Linked DNA regions of Mus musculus: region 1 is linked to region 2. A link is a contact called in public targeted proximity ligation data. All regions are on one chromosome and are shown on one strand. The core of a region is the stretch at or near the end of the contact, and the rest is flanking DNA. Distances in the headings are between cores, read along the strand shown. Region 1 has its middle 18 kb from the start of Gm41329. Region 2 overlaps Gm36193 (a long non-coding RNA gene).

Region 1 (5,547 bases), core at 1,593-4,092, 520 kb before region 2:
AGAAAAAGATTAGCTGGGTTTGAAATGTCAGGTCTGAGGGAGAGGTGTCTGCCCTCTGCTCACTGGCTCCTGGGCTCTGAATGGAAACTGGCCTTTTCTAGGCGCTCAGTGGCTCCTTGTCTGAAGTACTAGAGTGCTGACTGGCTCATCAGGGTGCCCTTTGGATACCTCTGTATCCATCCTAACAGATTGTCTCCTTTCCTGTCTCACATTCTCCGCCACTTCTGACCTTTACACATCTTGCTTCTGGCAGGCTGGTGACTTTACAGGCCGTTCTCTGGGCCAGTTTTTATTACAGGTAATCAAAGGCGGAATGAGACATGCACTCTGTATGTGCATTCTCTATTTGCAAATCGATTTCAAGGGCCGGGCGTGGTGGCGCATGCTTTTAATCATAGCACTTGGGAGGCTCCAGAGTTCAAGGCCAGCATGCGCATCTAGTTTCAAGCCAGCCAGGGATACACAGTGAGACCCTCTTTTTAAGAAAATAAATTCTCTTGGCTTATTCTCTGTGCATGTGTGTTAGAACTAATGACTACAGTAATCTCATTTTCCCCTGATGCTTCACTCCAATGCTGTTTATTTACAGTTTTGAAACTCTCTGCCCGTTCCCCTCCCCTTCCCCCATTTCCTTAGTATTGTGCTATTTCTCCACTTTGGGGCTTAACGGCACGTGTGTTTTCATAAGAGAACAGCTTTGTGGTTATGTCTTAAATTCAGTATCACAAACCAAAGATTTTAAGTGTCTTGTTTTCAAGATGCCTTTATTCTACAAACATTTGACGTTCGCCAAATGGCTTTTATGTAATACTGTGTTAGAGATGCAACTAACATATTATAAAATTAATTTGTTCATTTAGTATAACTACAAACCAACTAAGTGTTTACATACGTGATACATACTTTATGGAAATTATTTTTCAGAAGCTAGTGAGGAGAAAAGAGTTTTACAGTTTTTCCAAATGTCTTTAATGTCTAGGTTACTAGAAGCAGCTGGATTCTCACCCGTTTTGATCTGTTTGCTATTGTTCTGCTTGGAGAAAATAAAACCTCACACAGATCCCTGGTTGCAAAGGGAGGGAATATATATTAGTGGCCTTTTGTTTGACAGTATCTTTGAGTTCAAGCTATAAGCTCATGGCAGTGAGGAACACAGTGTCGGCTTAAGCCCTGCTTGGAACTAGGTTTGTTCCACACTATACTCTGCCCACTGGCTCCTTCACTCCCTCTCTCCCTTCTTTCCCCCAACTTCCACTTCACCCTCTCTCCTTCCCTCTTTCCTCTCCCTTTCCCCTTCTCCTATTTTCCACTCCTATCTAGTTGTGTTTCCCAGGTTGATCTCAAATTCCTAGGCTCCAGGCACCCTGCTCACCCTCTGCAGCTACAGGCACATCATTCCTTTTGCTCTGTCAGTGACCATACCATAGTGGAAAAAGGAATAATGCCTTAATGTATTAGGAAAAATGTTTTGAACACACAAACTACTTTAATACAAACACTGAAACTCTGCAGATCACACCTCCAATTTGAGAACTGTGGTTTGAACCATCCTGATTACATTAGCTCCAGGTACAGATATTGAAATCCCAGGATAACAATACCAGAAACGAGGCAGAAACTTGTGTCCTGTATAATAACATTATCACAGCATGTTGTTCAGACCTGGTAAAGGGGTTACACTTCAGAAAATGGTTAGAGACCTAGAGTCCTGTTGTTTCAAGTATAAATTTTATACTTAAAAGTCAATGCATGGTCTAAAATGGTTGGTTGAGTCCCATCAGTTATATCCACATCCTGCACAGGAAGAAGGAATTAAAAAAAGGTAAATGGCTCAAAGTGACTTAAATCACTATGTGACACGTCTCTCAAATTTCTACCTAGAAGCTTACAGTTGTCTCCATTCTGAGTGACCAAGTCTGTAGCAAGAAATGAGAAGGATGTCTGAGGAGGCAGCTGTCTCTCACAATCTGTCACTTTGGCTACCACATATTCATACCTCACCTGTCCCCTCAGTGTGAAGATACCCATCTGGGAGAAGGCTCAAGTTCCTGAGCAGTGACTGTTGATCAAGAACAGCAGCATCCTGTCCTGTCTTTAAGTGACACTTTGGTATCAGATAACCTATACATGGAAAACACCTGATCCAACACACGTAGCATGTGCCAACCATTTCCATTCAGGCAGAGAAAGAGTTGGGATACAGTGGTCAGTAGTTCTTGCAATGATCATTACCCAGCAAAAATCCATCCTGGCCATCCAGCGGAAAATGTGGCTGAAGACTAGGGCTCACCTATTTGAAGAATTTGACAAAGGGAAGCCTAAGATGAGTGGGCATCCGTGAGCTGAGCTAGCTAGCTTCTGTAGCTGCCTTCAGCCTAGAGGCTGACATTCTACTTGGTGGGCGATTTGGCCTCTGTAGTTTTAAAAGCTCTCTACAAGAGTACAGAACCCAAGAGAGCTTTGGGTTCTCAAACTGTGGCTTTCCCTTGGAAACTCTGGGAAATGGGCCCTGTTTAGGATGGAAAGGAAAAAGCAGAAGGCTTCACAGAAAAGATTAGAACTGAGGAGCCAACAGAAGGAGGGGTCTGAAGGTGATCATCAGAAAATAGGATAAAGAGAAAAACCAAAGGTGCACCGAGGTGTATGCCCCCAAATGTTTCCGCATACACACTGAAGATGCTGGGTCCGAATCCCTGGAACTTGAGAGGCTGCTGTATAACGGGTTTGCATGCGGCATTAAGGATGTGGATAATTCAGTACCCAGTATAGGAAAAAGGGAGTGACTCCCAGCTCTGTTAATATCTTTGAGGATGGAGGAAAGAGGCCATGATCCAAGGAATTTGGACCACCTCCAGAGGCTGAGTCAGTAAGAAAACAGAGAATTTATATCCCCAGCTTCCTGCACGAGCAGGGAAATGGGCTCCCCTCTAGAAACTCCAGAAAGTGACAAAGCCCCTGGCACTTTGATTTTGTCTTTGTGAGACCCAGTGCTGAGAGATTAGCCAGGCCCACAAGACTTCTGACCTACAAGCCATGAGTTAATGCATTTGTGATCTGTGATACTTCATTATGGAAGAAGTAGTACTGATAGAGCACATACTTGAACTCCTTCATTTTCTGTTCTTCCCCCTAGCTAGTTATATTCTGCCAAATAATTCTTTGACACTGCTTGTGCCCCAATTGGTCCCTTGTGTTCTGTATACAGTTTAAGGCCAACTTGCAGATACCAGCCAGCCTGTTGCAGCATAAAACCCAGCAAACCAACAAGATCATACTGGCACATCTCAATTGCACTGTTTCCCAACTCAGTTTGGGAAGATGCATTTTCAACAACTCTTCTCTGTGTGTGTAATTCATCCTCCATCTTGAATCCAACAGCAGTTCATAGATTTTTGTGTGTGTGTAAAACCAGCTCTCTAGTTTCTTCTGGCTCATTGTTTCTTCTAGGTCTTTTCTTTCTGGATATTTACTGTCCTTGTCACGTATAAATAGCATTTAATTGTTTTCTATGTACAGCTTCTGTATAGGTTTTGTTTGCTCAAGCTGCTTATTTATGTAGTCATTTGCCTGTGTGGTCTTTTCTGTTTCTGACTTGGGTAGTCACCTGTCCGCCTGGTTGTGAGAGGTTGATTCTCCTATGCTGAGATGCTGTGCTTGGCTTAGGATTTTGCTGGAGATCATCAACACAGCGTGGGCAGTGCCTCTTCCTTCAGCTTTTGAGCAGGAGCGTCAAGAGTGGAAATTTTCATAGTTTCTTAAAAAAAAAAAATTGCCTTTTTTTTTTTTAATAGATGTTTCTTACCGGAGTAACAATTTCTGTCCTATCTGGTAGGATGTCTGTTTTTTAATCATAAATGTGTACTGGATTTTACAAACTGCTTTTTCTTCACCGAAGCAATCAACTGACTGTTTTGTTTTTTTTTTTTAAACTTCATTTCATTTTTGAGACAGGGTTTGCCTACTCTGTCCTTGAACTTGCTTCTGTCCCTGCTTCCTCCTGCCTGATGCTGGAATTATAGCCGTGTACCACCATGCTGGGGCCAAGATAGCTTCCTTTTCTCTTCTAAGACTTTGTTTCATGCCTCCCAGGGTGACCTGGAGTGAACTCCCTTTGTGACTGAGGCCAGCCTCGAATTCCTGACCCTCCAGGCTCCACCTTGTAAATGTGATGATTATAGGCACGCGTCCCTACCACACCTGGCCTAGAAAGCGCTTCAGCACCTGTAATCGCTCGTTCCCTTTACCCCTGTCGGGTCTACTCTTCAGTTTCGCAGGTCCCAAAGACAAGCAAAGTTAAGGGTGCAGGAGAAATGAAATTCCTTAACCTGGCAACTGCTTGGCTTTCCTGGTTACTGAAGTCTAGAAACTTCAAGAGAACGGCTCCAGCCCAGGCTGCTCTAAGAGCGTCTCCACAGGGACATTCCTTTCTGAGAGCCAAGGCATTTGTGCCCTCAAGTTTAACTGCATTAGCCCTCCTGTCTCTCTCCTTAAATCTAAAGAGATTACAATTCATAAAAGCCTTGAGGATTCAGGTTAGAAAATGAGGTTCTTTAGAGAAATTAACCAACCAGCTCAGAGAGGTTACTTGATTCTAAAGTTGGTTTCATATTTGAATAATGTTGTAATTTGCATCTCGGGAACTGTATAACCTCAGAAGTCATGTGTTATATCATCTAGTGTGACAAGGACTGGAAGTTTGAGTGTGCCAGAGGCCAAAGGGCCAGCCAAGGCTACAAAAAAACTAACCCTGGATCTTACTGTTAATAAAAAGCTTTGGATTTAGCCGGGCGTGGTGGTGCATGCCTTTAATCCCAGCACTCGGGAGGCAGAGGCAGGTGGATTTCTGAGTTCAAGGCCAGCCTGGTCTACAAAGTGAGTTCCAGGACAGCCAAGGCTATAAAGAGAAACCCTGTCTCGGAAAAAAAAAAAAAAACCAAACAAAAAAAAGCTTTGGATTTTGAAAAAATAAGTATACTTCTTGAATTATTCCAATTTAGGAAATTATATATAAAGGCCAATTTCCAAGGACAAGATGTCAGATTGGTGGGTTTTCGTTGTTGTTTGGTTGGTTGGTTTTGGTTTTGACTTTTTGTGACAGTCTCTGTGTATCCCTGGCTGTCCTGGAACTCTTACTCCGTAGACCAGGCTGGCCTCGGACTCAGAGATCCGTCTGCCTCTGCCTCCCGAGTGCTGAGATTACAGACTTGCACCACCACTGCCAGGTCAAGACATCAGTTTTAACGAGTGTTAAGTCTCCATGGCTTCTATGTAGTTCATGCTATGCCCTGTGCTCCTGAATGTGAGAAGGTCTTCTTAGTTACTCCATTTCTTCTGTCCTTGGTAACTATGGTGATGCCACATGATAGATAGCTCATCCCTCTCTCTCTGAGAAGGAGCTGGGCCCCTGCTGTGAGCTCCCTGAAATCTGTCCATCCACAGAGAAATGGGTTATTTCATAATTTCCATAGAAGACATTTGCCTCTGCAAAGGAAGACATTTAAAAAGTTAGTGTCAGCACAAAACTCAAAGTTTTGAAGGCTTGATATC
Region 2 (5,221 bases), core at 1,366-3,865:
TTCTAGATGTAAGGGGAGAAAGAGCGGATTTACACTAATTAGCTCCCCCTACTTTCTGAGCAGGGGAGAAGCCCAAAGATGATTTGTCTCCATCCCTTGAGAAGCTGCCATGGGAGTAGGGAGGCCAGGGGTGACATAAGGAGGTAGTTAAATATTGAAAGAGGAATTTGGGGAAAAGTAGTCTCTCCTGCTCCCTTCCCCTACCCCGTTTGTGTGTGTGTGTGTGTGTGTGTGTGTGTGTGTGTGTGTGTGTGTGTGTGGTGTGTATACGCACATGTGCAGGTTCTGGTGCAGACATGTGTATTTGCACATGTGTAGAATTCAGGGGTTAACATCATAACATTCAGGTATTTTCCTCTCTTCTCTTCACCTTATTGGTTGAGACAGATCTCTCACTAAATCTAGAGCTCACCAATTTGGCAAGACTAGCTAGCCAGCAACCTCCAGGGGCCCTCCTGGGGACAGGAATACAGCAGCACGCTGCTGTGCCTGGCTCTTTACTAAAGATCTGATCCCTGATGTATGCGCATGCAGCTTACTGACTGGACCATCTCCCCAAACCCTGAGTCCCTCTAAATAGGAAGTTTTGAAAGTTTCTGTTGTGCTGTACAGAGCACTGCCCTGCAGGTTTTCCTAGGTGTGCTTTCCTGTGCTTTCAGAGTTCACCTGGCTTTAAAGCAAAGCTCTGAACACAGTCTCTAGAGGATTGTAGAGTAATAGAGGCTGCACCAGGCTGGTAGCAGAAGCCAAACTTGATCGACGATATACTCTTTGGCCTCCCTGTGCACTGTATAGAACCGGGAACAGGGTGTTAACTCTTCAGACAAGGAACATATTTCCCACTCTGCCTCCTTTGTAGTTAAGATGTTTGATCTAAACTCTAGATATTCCCTGGGAGAGTGGGGCACCTCACAGCCCTCTGGCAAACCAACCACAGACAGGTGTGCGGTAGAGGACTGGGTGTTTTCTTTCTGGGACTCTGAATCACTACAGAATGCATTGTGTGCTGGCTGTGTGCCATCCAACTCAACAATTAGAAGGCACCCTTTGAGGGGTGCGCTGATAACGAAGACACGGTTTTCTATCTCCCTAGGCAAAAAGGATGGAACCGGAGCAAAATGAAAGTTCAGACAGCACTTCAGCTCTGGGCAGGAAGAGCAAGCAACCAAACAAAAAATCCCAAGAGACTCCGAGGGCTAAGAAAGGTGGCTCAGCCTGCAGAATTTATTGCACTCCAGAGAGGAGTGCACACAAGCACACATGCAGCAGTCACTAATAGGCTTGGGAGAAAGCATGGAGCAGAGAAACCCAGAGCAAGCCTCCATATTGCCTTATGCATAAAATTATAACACTATTATTAAAGTACATTTGACTTATCAATAGGACTATTTTTATTTTGACAACATTAAAGATACCTTGCAGTTTAAGTAAAAGTAAATTATATTTCCGGGCTGGGGAGATAGCCCAGTGCATAGCAGTGCTTGCTATGCAAGCAGGAGTGCCTGGCTTACTGATTTTGAATCCCTGGTTTCCATAGGAAAGGACCAGGCATAGCCGGCATGTCTCTAACGCCAGCATGGAGAGGCATGAGACAGGTGGAACTTGCTATCCAGCCAGTCTAGACAAAATGGTGATCTTGAGCTCAAGGAGAGACGCTGCTTCATGACATTACAGCAGAGAGAGGAAGGTATCTTAAAAGCCCTCCCTCTGCATCGTCACTGGTGGGAGCCACATATGTGCAGGCATTCATCCATCACACACAAGCACACATCAACTACATTTCCACTAATACTAATTAGTAGTAATGAGCTTGCTAAGGCAGAGCAGCCCCTCTGTGCAGACCTATGGTGAAATTAGGTTGTTTTTTTTTTTTTAACAAGGCCTTCCACCTCTTGCTCCCACCTCCCTGTCTCAATTTTTCCATCCTCCCTCCCCTCAACCTTGGCTGAGTTCTTGCGGTCCCTTCCCTAAGCCTTCACACGGTGTTCCACCCCCAGGATATCCTTTCAAGATAGCTCCTAACGGTGTCTTCCCAACCCCCCAAATGACCCCTTCTGTGTCCCTGACCCTCCACTCTAAACTCAGAGGTTAATAATGGTAAATTATGTTTCACAGAGCACATACAAGCATCAAACTAAAAGTTCCGGTGGGAAAATTCCAGGCCAATCTGAGAGAATGAGAGAGGGTCTTTGGCTTCCCTCAAACCAAACCCAGTAGATCTCCATTCTCTCTGCAAGGCTGGCACTGAGTGGAGAAAACCTTGGGAAACCACAAGCCAAATTCAAGGTTGGTAGTGGAGGGGAGAATACTGTTTGCGTGCGTATTTTCTGCATCCCCTGTACCCTCTCTTGTTTTTCTTCCCTCCACTGACACATAAATGCAGGTATGGTTTTGGAAGGTGATTCCAGATAACTCAGGCTACCAGGCCACATTTGGCCTGACACATCACCAGGTTAGGTGAGCGAGCAGAAGGAGCCTAGAGGAGGGTGGGGCAAAGAAGGGCAGTGATAACTGGAGCTCCTGGACATCTTGACTCAGCCAGTTCAGCTTCCGGGCTCAGAGTCCATCTGAAGGCCAAAGACACTGCTGACTGCCCTGTGGGAATCCCCAGCCTTTCCAAGTGGTCTTGGCAAGAGTCCACCATGACGCTTATCTCCAGCCATTACATTGTTTACAGTCCTCTTCCCAGTCAGGCTGCCTCACAACTGCCCTGGGACAACAACTGCTGCTGCCAATATTCCCATCACACAGATGAGTATGCTGAGGCCCTCAAGTCTAGTGATTTGCCCAAGATTGCACAAAGGGTAAAAGAGAACAGGGACTTCAGTCAACTCATTCATGCCTGCCTTTCCTTCCTCTTCACCCCATGGCCAAATGACTGCCCAGGCTTCTCTAACTTCACTTAATTGGTGCCCACTCACATTGACTGCACGCAAGCACCTGGTGTTGGGTAATGTCAAGGGAAATAAAGAGATAGAGGACAATACCTCACCCTGAAGTTACAAGCAGAGGAGAAGCAAGGTGGATAGCCTCTGGCCTCTGTGCTTTCACTCAGGGCCATGAACCTCACCCTTCTCCACTCAACAAGCAGGTACCAAACACCTGCCAAGCCCTGTGTGCTGAGGTTTCCATGGCAACAACCTGGTTAAGGACCTTTGCCTTCATAAAGATGATGCTTTAAAGCAAGATGGGTGGGAAAGAGTGAAATAAACGGGTGTGTGCTGAAACTAAGGCAGATGCAGACAAAGCTGACCTCAGGTACCAGAGTCTGGTCCTATAGAGGTCAGGCTGGCCTCCACATGTCAGCCCACAAGTTCCAAATCATTCCCAAAACAAGCCCCTTATCACAAAACCATGGGAGACGGAACTCGAGAAATCAGGCAGAGGAAGGACTGATTCAAGGCCCGAGGACAGTTATCACTGATAAGCCAGAGACCTGACTCTGAGCCTGAGAAAGGGCAGGTTCCATCCATGCTGGAACGATGTGGGAAGTTCTGCATGATCGTCATGACTCCAGGGTCGAACTAGAGACTCTTGTAACTCGAAATTAAATTACACTCATTATCATGAGCAAGAATTTCAGCTTCCAGGACATCAATATGTTTGTTCACATGTGGCTTTTATATTTCAAAAGATGATACAGTCTGAAGCCAGCCCAGCCCAGCCCACAGAGGTTGTTCTCTCTTTGAACCTGATGCTTTTGACATCTTCAGACAGTGCTCGTTTGGCAGTTAACCATGCACTGCCTGTGAACTGGAGTTGTTTTCCTGCATTGTTGCTTATCTCTTCCAGTATTGAACTTCGCATGCCGTGATGATTCATCCAGCAGCTGGTTTACAGGGATCTCATTTTACCGTTGTTCTGTCTTAACCTTGAACAGTAAAGTAGCATTCAGTTAGTCCGCAATTGGTGGGGCATCTGTTATATCCCGCGCATGCACTCCACAGACAGTGGGAAAGGTGGCAGTCTTAGAGAGTGTACTCTTAAGGGATGAAGAGATATCGCCATCACCAAGAAGACTCTATTGTGACAGATTAAGATAAGAGTAAAAGAAAAGAAAGACTCAATTCTGTAAGAACGCATCACTAGAAAGCCCAGATTGAATTGGACAGAACCAAAGACTCCCCTAAGAACATGGTATCACAGCCCAGATGGGAAACTACAGCAGGAAGGATGTCCAAAAGACCTTGGGCAGGAGCAAACATGGATCGCTACCTGTGCTGTGCACAGTGTGCACTCTTCATGGACTCACAACAATTTCCAGAGCAGAGAGAGGAAGGTAGACAGTAGGTCCTTGCAGAGCTCTCCTTAAAGGCAATGGCAGCCAATGAGAATGCAGGGGTACAGGATCAGCTGTGCACACTGGATGTGCTTCTTGCCTACAAGGTGGGGCATCCTTCCTTAAATAGTTCATCGAAAACCCTAGGACGGAAGGGATTCAATTGCGGTCCACCTGTGTGGTATATTTATATATATGAGATAGGATAGCTTGTATCACTCTTCATTGCTATGACCAAAATACCCAACAGAAATAACTAAAGGGGAGAAAGGTGCATTTTGCTCAGTTTTGGAGCAGTGGGTCATTGTGACAGGGATGATCCAATGGAGCAGAGAAGTTCAAGTTCCAATGGTCAGGAAGCAGAGAGAGAGCCTTTTCGCTCCTTATCTTTTAATGCATGCAGTCCCCAAACCTTCGGATGGTGCCACCCATATTTAGGGTGGGTCTGCCCCCAATCCACAGATTTAATTAGATAAGTCTTCAGAAAAGCTGGCCAGCAACACAAAAGGTTTGTTGGTGTCATAAGTGGTTCTAAATCTAACCAACAGAAGGATAGACCATCATACTCAAGTGCGTTATAAAGTGCACAGTACAGAGAAAACCTTGAAGACTTAAAGTAACAGTTAAACTGAAGGTTTTCAAAGTCTTGCCTCGACTGAATGCTGATAGCGGTTGAAGCTGAAGTGACAGGTAAGTGGTTTGTGGTTATATAATATTTTTATTTGCATATATTTGAAAATATCTCCAACAGAAAGGTCTTTTTTTAACACTTAAAAGTTATTGTAACAGTACAGTCATTAGCTAAGAACTCAAAGCATAAACTATTTAGGAATTCACTCAACCCTGAGCCAACACTGAAGCAAAAAGGAAGAAAGAAAAGACACAGGGAGCTTCTGAGTTTCCCTCTTGCACAAACAGCTGTACCTTATAGGAAGCAAGATG

Evidence for each region.
Region 1: a contact with region 2 is called in a targeted proximity ligation map of pancreatic cancer cells.

Annotation. Positions count from the first base shown.
Region 1 is chr15:58,774,851-58,780,397 of GRCm38.p6, reverse strand. No RefSeq gene overlaps it. Among named protein-coding and RNA genes, the nearest start is that of Gm41329, 18 kb to the right of the region's middle.
Region 2 is chr15:58,251,760-58,256,980 of GRCm38.p6, reverse strand. It overlaps Gm36193 (a long non-coding RNA gene), which reads right to left. Exons shown (of 5, transcript XR_384118.2): 4 at 4,216-4,422; 5 at 3,630-3,871. Among named protein-coding and RNA genes, the nearest start is that of Gm36193, 8.4 kb to the right of the region's middle.